Linked DNA regions of Rattus norvegicus: region 1 is linked to region 2. The links are chromatin contacts, called in public Hi-C maps. All regions are on one chromosome and are shown on one strand. Each heading gives the region's core, a stretch centred on a gene start, on an enhancer-like site or on the middle of the called end of the contact. The rest is flanking DNA. Distances are from core to core; before and after follow the strand shown. Region 1 overlaps Kalrn (kalirin, RhoGEF kinase). Region 2 overlaps Ccdc14 (coiled-coil domain containing 14).

Evidence for each region. Hi-C and Micro-C count contacts between places; a contact is called where the count stands out from the background.
Region 1: a Hi-C map of the A7r5 cell line shows a contact between it and region 2, with 4 times the contacts expected there. The contact joins two enhancer-like sites. A contact is called at or near these places in 9 of 12 Hi-C or Micro-C datasets (the A7r5 cell line, the Rat2 cell line, Schwann cells and 5 more).

What each region holds. Positions count from the first base shown.
Region 1 is chr11:79,920,631-79,923,330 of GRCr8, forward strand. The region is part of intron 5 of Kalrn (kalirin, RhoGEF kinase); the gene reads left to right. Among named protein-coding and RNA genes, the nearest start is that of Kalrn, 160 kb to the left of the region's middle. Within about 2 kb of position 1,426, at least 23 of the 93 cell types and tissues checked have an H3K27ac peak or open chromatin away from gene starts, as enhancers often do. A contact at or near this core is called in the A7r5 cell line, where this site is marked.
Region 2 is chr11:79,575,987-79,578,686 of GRCr8, forward strand. Ccdc14 (coiled-coil domain containing 14) reads right to left here. Exons shown (of 13, transcript NM_001427244.1): 8 at 1,371-1,887. Among named protein-coding and RNA genes, the nearest start is that of Ccdc14, 16 kb to the right of the region's middle. Within about 2 kb of position 1,430, at least 18 of the 93 cell types and tissues checked have an H3K27ac peak or open chromatin away from gene starts, as enhancers often do. A contact at or near this core is called in the A7r5 cell line, where this site is marked.

The DNA of each region.
Region 1 (2,700 bases), core at 176-2,675, 340 kb after region 2:
CCCTGTGCATACACACAAAGGCCAGAGGAAAATATCAAGTGTCTAGCAATATGGTCTTTCCCTTTTCCTTTGAGACAGGTTCTCTGACTAGGCTGTTAGCCTGGAAGTCTCAAGGATCCCCTGTCTCTGCTCCCTGTAGCTCTCAGGTTACAGGCATGAACATGGCCACATCTGGCTTTTCACACAGGCATGGGACCTGAACTGGGGACCTCATCCTTCTGCAGCAAAGGCTCTTACCCACTGAGTCATCACTTTTGTTCCCCAAGTCACACCTTCTAATGAACACTCCTCAGCTCTTCCTCCTCCACGGACCTCTGCTCTGGTGAAACAATGGACTCATCACAGTACTATTTTTAAATATGGGAAAAAATTACATAGGCTCATAAAGCAAATAAAATACACTATTAACTTACTAAAAAAAACTATGTATTTATTAATGTGACAAACACAAGATCTACTTGAAGCCCGGGAGCCACCCTGACTTGGAGACATAATAAACATGGATAGCATTTTAGAACATATCCTACCTAGTGTGATACGGAAATGCTCACGTTGCTGCTGGTAGCCAAGAAACTGTTTCATTGACTCTGGATAGTTAGTTTTCTGTGTTCATAACGGAAAGGGTTGCTGTGTTTCAGCCAGACATTAGCGGGAACAAAGGTGTTCCCCCATTTAAGTACACTATCACTGAACTTAAATCCATGAAGTCGGTTTCGAACCTGTCTTCTGAGGTGTATACACACACCTTAGATAGAGAAAGAAGGGGGCTGGAGAGGGGAAGCAAGGATTAAGAGCCTGAGCTGTTCTTTCAGAGGATTCAGGTTTGATTCCAGCATCCACGTGAGAAATCATAGCTGTTCGTCAGTTCATTTCCAGCGGATCCAACATCCTCTTCTGATCTCTGGGCACCGAACACACCCAACACACATACGTACACACGCGGGCCAAACACTCCTACACATACAGCAAATCACACTTAAAAGAGAAAGAAGTGTACTTGTGCATGTATATGAACGCACATTTGTGTATTGTGTAGGGGTAGTCAGAGAAAGAGAATATTAAAAACAGAATTGAGGTGGGGGAGGGGTGGCCACTTTGAGTCGGTGATGAGGCACTGCTCGAACTTTGACTCAGCCACCACAAAAAAACCGTGCTGGCTGTGGAGCCGGGAGAACAACAGTGCTTTAGAGCTGCGTCCAGATGAACTGAGAAGATCCACGTGGAGCTAAGCGCCTCAGCCTTTGACTTATTTGGTGCTTTTTGACAGAGGTCAGAAGGGTGATGGTTTGGAGGAAGGGCTGTGTGCCCATCCACATCTAAACAAGGGCACAGGAAATAGTTCCTGTACGGGTTGTACCTCAGCCTCCCAGCAGGGCGGGCGCAGGGCAGTGAAGCCTCTCCAGATCTGGGAAGCTTTTGGCACTCGGTTAAGTTCACTGACCACTCCGTTCCTATTTTTGGAACAGGGGTGGGGACAGAGTCTCTCCTCTGGCCTTGTGAGGTGGCCACTTGCCCTCGAGGCATGGATAATAGGCTGGCGGCTCTCCACTCCCCAACCCTCCTTAGAGAATGAAGCAGTCTCCTACCACCTTTCCTGACCCATGTGACAGCCCCCTGTATTAAAAGTCTTAGAGGAAAAGGGGGAGGGTTCTACCCTATGGGTGTCACCAAGCATCCCCTCTCCTTTTCCATTTATAATATTATGAGTGCAGAGAAATGGTCCTGAGCATGAATGAGTTACTTTGGTAAAGATGTATAGGCTGGAATTTCCACCCCCACGTAACCTACTAGCCAATAAACAAAACAGATATATCAGCACCTGCTCCTTTGCATGTCCAAACAGATTTGAGGCTTAGTTGATCTGTGACAAAGCACGTATGTAAGGTATAGTCTGATGAAATAGATGTGAGGAGACACTTTGAAGCCATGACCATGCATGCTCAGTAGCTAAATCAGAAGTTCTTAACCTCTGGGTCTCGACCCTCTAGGGGTTGAATGAGTCTTTCACGGAGGTTACCTAAGACTGCCAGAAAACACAGATATGTAAATTATGGTTCATAGCGGTGGCAAAATGACACTTGTGAAGTAGCAGCAAAAATAATTTTATGGTTGGGGTCACCACTTGAGGAGCTGTATAACAGGATGGGAGCCTTAGGAAGGATGAGAGCCACTGCTTTAAACACCCCCTCCCTTTACTCTTATTTAATGTCTGCTGTGGCCTGAACTGCCCTGGGCATAACTGCTGTGTTTGGGAGTTCCCAGGGAGGAGAGAACATCAGAACTCAGGAGTGATGGAGAGGCCTTAATAAGAAAGCTGGGAGTGTTGGGTAATTCCGAGATGATTTAACTAGCCTGCGATGCTGAGAGATGAACCACTCTGCCTCAGCCCAGCACCCTCTGGTCTGTAACTAATGGACCCACACATCACTGTGTTCACAGAACAACACAGACCCACTTGCTACTTGTTATGCTGGCACAGATTATGGTACTCTATACAGCTTTGCTTTTAGACACATGTGGCCCTGGCTACTGTGGGTCCCATGTGGCGAAAATGTATGCCACATGACCATAGCCTATAACCCAAGAGAAGGGTGGGCCTCTTCCTGAGGTGGGCTGTGTGTAGAATCAAAAGTCAGTAGCCATGTTCATGACTTACAGAAGGGAAAAGGGTGTATGCTTTACAGTGACGGCTCTTCTCTG
Region 2 (2,700 bases), core at 180-2,679:
ACTTTAGCCCTTCCTCCTCAATAGTTTTTATTTTTTATTCTTTGGCCAACGTTTCAATGACTTCTTTCCTTTAGCCAAGGCTTCTTCATAGTTCAACAGAACTAAAGAAGGTCCCTCACGAGGCTGCTGGGATTAGAATGAGATGCTATCATCCAAAACTCACTCGCATTCCTCATCTGAAATGGAGGCAATCACAAGAGTGCCGTGAGACTCAGGAAAAGCCACCTAAGAGAGTACAGCACAGTGCTGGGCCAAGGGGGCACTCAGGACACCTGACACTGTACCACTGCTGCCACTGCTGCTGCCGTGATTGAAGATTTGGGTGAAAGAAAAGAAAGGGCCAGGTGTGGTGGTTCCTATCTTTATTCCCAGGACTTGGTGGTTTTCTGTGAGTTCAAGTCCAGCCTGACCTACAAAGCAAGATTCAGGCTAGCCAGAGCTATACAGTGAGTGCCTATGTCAAAAAAATAAACAAAACAAAAACAAACGAACAAAAAACTGCCTAATTTGAAAATCTTAACACAGGAATTTTAATACTTAACCTATGGCTTAACTGTGCAGTATTTACAAGGATTTTAGAAATCTGTGTATGTGTTAGCCTATAAATGGCAGCTATTCCATTAGTTCCATAATCAACTACTGTGCTTTCTTTCATTTTTTTTAAAGAATTATTTATTTTATTTATGAGTACACTGTAGCTGTTTTCAGACACACCAGAGGAGGGCATCGGATCCCATTACAGATGGTTGTGAGCCACCATGTGGTTGCTGGGAATTGAACTCAGGACCTCTGGAAGAGCGGCCAGTGCTGTTAACCGCTGAGCCATCTCTCCCGCCCGTGCTTTCTAAGGTGACATAGACTGATCTGTAATTCATTCCAAGCAAACTCCATACTTCAAAACACGTGCAGGCACGCAAGCATGCACCCCAAAACAGTAATTTGGCTCAAAGATCTTTTCCTTGATTTAAGAGAAAAATAGTAAACATAAACTAAGAACTAGTAAGTGGTTTGTGTTGTTACACAAGTTGGAATATGTTGAACAAAGTAACAGCTAGTTATTAAACAACAGAAGTAAATCGACATCTTTGTTAAACAAAAAAGTCATCCTGGGAGGAAGAAGAGGGATCCAACAGTAGCAGCAGCTGCAGGGTAAGCTGGAAGTAATCCACATGAAACCGTGTCGCAAGAAAGAAACAAAAGCCTTAAAACCTAGGACGACAACAGAACTCTTCCTTACGGGGTCAAGACACAGTTCTGTGACACACTCTGGACACTGCTGCTCAGTCAGTGACACCCGAATGACATTTAGAAACCACCACACTGCTATCAAGCAGTGCAGACGACAGAAGAACCATCAAGTGCTTGGCTACCTTGTTCTTCGGTCAGGGCCTTGAGCTCTCCCAGCAAGCACTTGGCAATTCTGACTTTCTCAGCAGTCTGGCTCACGTTTTCTGCCTGCTGCACATTCTTGGCGAGCTTTGCATCTTGCTCATGGATGCTTAAATACTTTCCTTCATTTGTGGCCTCTCCAATTTGTTCTCTGGCACATTTCTCTTCATTAGTGGCCAAGAAGACTGGCGGTAAGTGAGAGGGACTTGGGTGTGCCTGACTGTCCGAGAGAGCGTCTTTTCCATGAGCTGGAAACAGAGACACGTGTGTTTGGAAACGCTTCGGTAGCTCTGCTTCCTTAGGAGCTCTCTGTTGTGGCAGAACCCAACTCCCAAGATTCAGCTGCTGAATCTTTGAAGCAGCGGCACCATCAGAGTGGGGAGGGCCATGTGCAACTCCAGGATGGATGCTGGATAAAGTCCTGGGAGCATCACGGTGCCGCACAGGGGTTGTCTGACCCTGTGAGTCAAACTGGTTATCATCATCAGTCTGAACTTCCTAAAGCAGGAAAAGAGTAAGCCTTCAAAGGTATGAACAGATATTTCTAAGACTATAAAAACACGAATGAATTAATATTAGAACATAATTTGCTATGACTACAAACCAAGTTTGGATATTTTCAGCTTACAAGCAAGCTGGTCCTTTTCACTACACAACAAAGACTAGTTTTTCAGAGCTTAAGTAGATCACTCTGCAATGTGGGAACATTAGGCCGTGATGAAAATAGACTGTTTACAAATACCACACATGCTCTAAATACACCAGAAATTAGTCCACATTTGGACTCCAACAAACATTTTCATTTTGAGAAACATTTTAAGAAGCAAGCTCAGGGGGTTGGGGATTTAGCTCAGTTATAGAGCGCTTGCCTAGCAAGCGCAAGGTCCTGGGTTCGGTCCTCAGCTCCGGAAAAAAAAAAAAAAAAAAAAAAGCAGCAAGCTCAGAGGCTAGAAGGATGGCTCATTTGTTAGGACTTGTTACTCCTGCAGAGGACCTGGGTTCAGCTCCCAGCACCTACATGGCTGCTCACAAGTCCAGTTTCTGGGGATCCAATGATGTCATGCATGTGTGCACAGGCATATATGCAGGCAAAATCCCCACACAAAACCAAAGTATTTTATTTAAAAACCACACAGAGATTTGATAAAAATATATTCAGCTAGGGATGGAGCCCAGGGGTAGTATGTGTGGGGTGCTGGGTTCAATTTTTAGGACCACAGAAATAAAAATGTATGTGTATATATAAAGTGTATATGAATATTATAGTAATAAAACTAGCTGTTAGTTCAAAGTCAAATCAGAGACTGGTGG